2 separate regions of the Hordeum vulgare genome follow, and region 2 is linked to region 1. A link is a contact called in public Hi-C data. All regions are on one chromosome and are shown on one strand. Each heading gives the region's core, a stretch centred on a gene start, on an enhancer-like site or on the middle of the called end of the contact. The rest is flanking DNA. Distances are from core to core; before and after follow the strand shown.

The links. Hi-C and Micro-C count contacts between places; a contact is called where the count stands out from the background.
Region 2: a Hi-C map of seedling shows a contact between it and region 1, with 2.2 times the contacts expected there. The contact joins two enhancer-like sites. A contact is called at or near these places in 2 of 6 Hi-C or Micro-C datasets (leaf and seedling).

The regions. Positions count from the first base shown.
Region 1 is chr7H:171,909,502-171,912,389 of MorexV3_pseudomolecules_assembly, reverse strand. No RefSeq gene overlaps it. Among protein-coding and RNA genes, the nearest start is that of LOC123408566, 45 kb to the left of the region's middle. Within about 2 kb of position 1,504, at least 1 of the 3 cell types and tissues checked has open chromatin away from gene starts, as enhancers often do. A contact at or near this core is called in seedling, where this site is marked.
Region 2 is chr7H:172,116,495-172,119,382 of MorexV3_pseudomolecules_assembly, reverse strand. No RefSeq gene overlaps it. Among protein-coding and RNA genes, the nearest start is that of LOC123411074, 4.9 kb to the left of the region's middle. Within about 2 kb of position 1,497, at least 3 of the 3 cell types and tissues checked have open chromatin away from gene starts, as enhancers often do. A contact at or near this core is called in seedling, where this site is marked.

The sequences.
Region 1 (2,888 bases), core at 255-2,754:
CGTGGTGATGGGGTGCGGCCAACGGCGACGGGGCGCGATCGACGGACGACGGACGACGGGGCATGGCCGACGAGCGACGGGGCGCGACAGACGGGGTTGGACGCGGTCGGCGTGGCCGATACGGCCGGCTGGAGGAAGGGGCGGCAGCCGCCGGACCGGAGGAAGGAGCTCTTTATCCCAGTTTTACAGTTTGTTTTATAGGTTCTGTTCGGCCGTAGCTAAAATGAACCCTTTAAATATATTTTGACCCGTATCCCGTTTTACAGTTTGCGTTTTTACGGAGTCTGCTTGAGATGCTCTCAGGTCTTTGTCTCCCAGGCGCACGTTTCCTACCTAAGCCGCCGCCACGAGCCACGCGATGTGGGGGGGGGGGGGGGGGTTCTTTCACCGGAAGTCAACCGGTCCTGCGGTAGGAGGGAGGGAAGACCCGTTTCCTCCGGTTTGTAGTTAGGGTTTAGATCTGTAGGTCGTGGTGCGTCGTTGGGGTGATGGCAGCGGCGTCCAAAGGAATAAATCTGCTTCAGCTTCACTCTCATACTGGCGGTGTCTATCATGGCGGTGTCTCGGAGTTGATGGCATCGTGTGTTTGTCGTTCCTTTAGATTGGCGGCGCCAGTGTTCATGAATGGTGTCGGCGAGGCGGAGGCGACGACTACATGAGGTGTGTCTCTCCTTTTGCTCCGTCTCTGTTGTTATGGCGTTGTCTCCGGCGTCATGATGGAGCAGGGGGTTGTTGTTCAGGAGTACGCGCAGACTGTTGTCTACACAAGTGACAGCTGAAAGATGGTGCATCTTGTGCTGGGTTTGTGGTCGGTAGATGGCAGTTCTGGTCTCCTCACACGTTGTCGCCTTGCGGGTGTCAGTTCTAAAGTCGATGACGTGTCCGTGGACATGTTGTCCCGGTCTGGTTCTTTCAACGGCAATGGTTTTGCTTTGGCAAACTATTTTGAAGGTGAGTAAAGTTGCAGGTCAGCGATGGAACCGCGTCGAGTTTGGATGAAGAGGTGATCTGTTTTCTTTCCTTTTGATAGCCGCTTTGATGGTGTCGAAGGAGAGGGACACGCGATGATATTTTATACAGGACGATTTTATCTTTTAAGTCTTGTAAGGTCGATGTTTACGTGCCTTGTAATTTGATTTTATTTTATAAATGAGACGCATATTATCATGAGAAAAGAAAAAAGACTCAGTGAAGGAAAGACCGTCGGCTTCTTGAAACTTTTGCTTTTGTTTCGGACTACAGTTTTTGTTTGTGCGGGAAAGTTTTTCTTTAGCCGTTGTTTTTTCTTCTTTACGAACTAGGAAAACCTTTTTTTTAGCTTCTAGGGGATTTTTCTGGTTTTCTAATAACAAAAGAATTGTTTCTGTTTGGGTCGGGTAGGAAGCCCTGCATAATTGAACTCTTACATCCAGATCCAGCCAGTGACCGCAAATGATATGACTGATAACTATATCTCACTTATAGTGAGAGCAGCGCCTCCAGTTGAGAGTTTTCTCCCATGCAAGCATACTGGGCCAGCCCATTTACCCTTTTTTTTTGTTCGCTATGTTTTCGATTGAAGACACTCGCTTGCTGGTGGTTTTCTCGAACGTTCGTATTGGTTTTGGGCCGGTTTTTTAGATTTTTGAGGTTTGTATTCTTCTAGGTTTCATGTTGTTTCTTCAATGGTTTTCTCTATTTTCTTTGTCCCCCACCTGTTTTCCTTGTTTCTTTATAGGTTTTTATTGGGTTTTTCATTTCACTTTTTTTATCATTTTTCACTGATTTTTTTTATCTCTGTTTTTGGTTTTCTTTGCTTCTTTCTTGCTTTGCATCACTTTTCTTCGTTTTCACTGTTTTCATTCTTTGCAATGTTTTTGTTCTTATCATTTTTTCCTTCATTTTTTTATGATTCCTTTAATATCTTTCTTGGTTTTCACTCGATTTTTCCTTCTTATTTTTCCTTCAGTTTTTTTTTGCTTTTTTGTTTTTTTGTTTTTCATGATATCCACCCTTTGGCATTTGATTTCGTCGTTCATCCTTTTCTTCTTTTTGTTATTCGTGTTTCTTTTTGGGTTTTATTTGTTTTCATCATTTCTTTGTCAGATTTTATTGGGTTTTTTTTGGTGAACACATGTCTATTTTTTTAATACACAACGTACATTGTTAGTATACACGTGACACATTTTTGTGGACACACATTGAATATTTTGTGAATACATGATATTTTTTTCTTCTTATATACAAGTGTTGAACACTTTTTTGAGTACATAGTCAAAAAAATTCTAATACGTTGTGAACATTTTTTTGTAGGGATAAACATTTCTTCATAGACAATGTACATTTCCATATTCTGGACATTTTGATATACCTGTTTAACTAAATACAGAATTAGTTTTGAATGACTACTTTTATTCAACGTTCGCTGTACAGTTTTTCTATACATGGTACTCAAAGCACAAATTTTATACACGTTTAACATTGCTAAAACATATGATCAACATTTTCCATACACATACTATCTTTCTTGTCAATATTTTCAGTATGTATGAGAAACATTTTTCTGTACATATTTAACATTTTTCAAATACTTGATCAACTTTTCTCATACCCATTGTATATTTTGTATGCATGAGAAATATATTGTTATACACATTTAATATTTTTTGGAAATATGTGATTAATATTTAAAAAAATTTATGTAAAATGTTTTTTATTTATTTTTTAGAATAGTTGGAAGTATGAAAAAAAGAAAAAAACGTGAAAAAACTAGAGAAAACCAAGGTTGTTGCGTGTGGTCTCGGGCAAGCTGGGCACGCACCGGCGAGGCTGCCCTAGTTCTAGATGTATCGCTCTTTTTTATATACACTAGCGAACATGCCCGTGATTGCACGAGAAAAGTAATATAA
Region 2 (2,888 bases), core at 248-2,747, 210 kb before region 1:
TTAATGCATTTAGAAAATGTCCTAAAATTTGAAAAATAGCTAATGCCTGTTTTGATAGTTTCTTTTTTTTATTTAAAAATTTCCGTTTCATTTTTGTTTATTTATAATTTAAATAATTTAAAATTACAAAAACTTTTGAATATTAAAAAAATAGGAATTTTTATTTAAAATGGTGACGAATTTTTATTTTGAAATAGAAATAGGATTCAAAAAAGTGCCGGTTTTTTTTGCAAATTCCAAAACAATGTCCATCAATTTAATAAATATATGACTGATTTCTAAAAATGTTTGTTTATTCAGAAAAACTTCATGCGTTTCAAAAAATGTTTGTGCATTTAAAATAAAATCCTCCAACATAAAAAATTATGTTCGTCTTTTCTTACATTGGTCGCCAATTTAAAAGAAAATATTTAAACCCGTTCGAAATATAAAAAATATTCACGAATTTTAGTAAATGTTTTTGAATTGTAAAAAATGTTCTCAATTTTAAAATTATTCCCATGTTTGTAAAATTGTTCACGAAAGATCTAATGTATGTAGTTAAACATGAATGCTCCTAAGTCTTTGTGACAATATACCTGTGTGAATTTTGAAGAATTAACTGTTGGATGGATCGGATTATTATTGTATGTTTTTTAAAAAAAATCTTGAAATTCAGAATAAATCTTTGAGTTACCTAGATTTTTGACAACCATGATATATATTTTTTGAAAATGTAAAGATTGCTTCAACTTGTGAATAAATTTAAAAAAATGAACATTTTCTTGCATTTATGCACAAAATTTCTAAATCAAGCGATGATATGTGAACATAATGTGGTCACCATAATTGGAGATTATGTTTTTTCTTCCATGACAACGCACGGGCATTTTGCTAGTAATAATATAATAGATAGATGGACGTTGTTGTCCATTTGCTTTTTGTTGAACGCATGTGTCGATCGATTTTAAAAAACAGACATGGACAAGCCGACACACGATTTAAACGGACGAAAATCGGACAAAGCGCGTGTCCGCTTGGATCGCCCCATTGGAGTTGCCCTCACCCAAAATGCAAAAAAAAACAAAAAAACAAGCCCGACCCGTATTTCAGGCTAGCCCAAGCCCCGCCCGGGTTTTACAGGCCGGGTTGTCCATGCCCGGGTCTCCCACACGCATGCCGTCATGCCCCGTTCCCCTACGTGCAGAGAATATTATCGCGGCCGCTTCCTTGCTCCGAGGTGTGCCGCGTGCGTGCTGGGCGCGGCACCCTCGTACCCACACGCCGGCCGCACCGCTGCCACGCCGTAGCAACACACGCGTGGGCGGCCTGGAAAGGCGGGAAGGACTCACAAGACGAGCTAGTGCTAGGCGCGGCCGCAGTGTAGTGCGTGCCCCCTGCCACCGGCCCTATCGGCGCGCGCGCGGGGTCCTCCTCGACTGGCATCGGCCCGGCGCAGTGCAGTGCACCGCACACGCGCGTCGTTTGGTGCCTGCCCGGCCGGTACGGCGTCTGCTCTCTTCCGAACCGGCCTACTGCCCGATGGACCACCCACGCGGCCGCTGCATTCGACGGAGCGGTACCACCGCTACTACTGCGCGAGGCACGAGCGAAATCTCGTGACTCCTGAGTAGGGTGTAGGGAAACAACGTTTGATCCGGATCTCTCTGTGCGCGCACTGGTCGTTCAGCGCTTGTACCGTGCCGTTGCGTGCACGGGCCGACCGAGCTGAATCTTTTTGAGTTGGGAGCTCTGTATGCGAATCCACTGGTAGCTAGGAGTAACTCACTGTGGCAACACCCGTCATATAAAAAGATAAAAGATCGCTCGTTGAGCCAACTTAATCGAAACGCATGCGCCAGTGCTACACAGCATTGTGTGTTGGTAACATGTTCCGCTCCCAACTGCTTTACCAAGGGCTACATGTGATTCCTATTCTTTCACGTACACTAGTGACGCCCAACAGCCGCTTTTGATTAGCTAAAATATTCAGGTTAGTGGTACTAATCAGCAGTCATCACCATCATGTTTCGGTGCCAAAAGGCCAAGGAGCACGGGCTACGCTAGCTAGCCCTCGAAACTAATCCGGACACCCAAGAGGTAGAGATCAGAGCAAAAATGTATTAACACCTTCACCAAGCATGTTCATGTTCCCCGAGCAAGTTCAATAAGATACAGTCAGCACGTTGTAAAGATTAAAATATTATATTTTTGCTGAGTTGGATGAGAAAGAAGGGAAGCAGACTCTTCATGAAGTTCTAGCATGTCCTTCTAAATGCTTTGTAAGAATAAAAAGTAAACCATATATGATAAAAGTACTATTATTTTATAGATAACTATTATACAAGCTAGCTATAAGATAACTTATAGCTAGCAGTTGGCTATACTATTAACCATGCTCTTACATGACCAAGAGGCTGTTTTCAATTGATGCCCACATACTAAGCATCTTCATTACCCCAAAACGATTGCATGTTTTGCAATGTTAATGGCCGACCGAGCCACCCATACAAAACGAGATATCTCTACTACTTTTAGGCCTTCCCGCCTTCGCATTGGTGTGCTAACATGGCTAGCTAGCTGCAAGTGTATCTCGGGTAGCTTTACACCCTTTGCATTTCTCTTGGGAATTGCATGTAGAACAGTAGTGGTGCTATGTGAGCAAATCATGTTCAGCCAAAGCAGCGAACCTACTATTTTGTGTGCAATTTGGCTTCTTCCTTGAGATTTGCTGGGACTGGGATCACTAACATGTCACACCGTTCTAAATATTATGTTATGATCCAAATTTAAGTATAAAGATAAAAGTTAACTTCTGAAGAATCGGACCGGAGCTCTGACCGGTCACTGGGACCTATAATAAGTTGTAAATCCCCGATATTTGTAATTTTATCTGATATAGTGAAGTT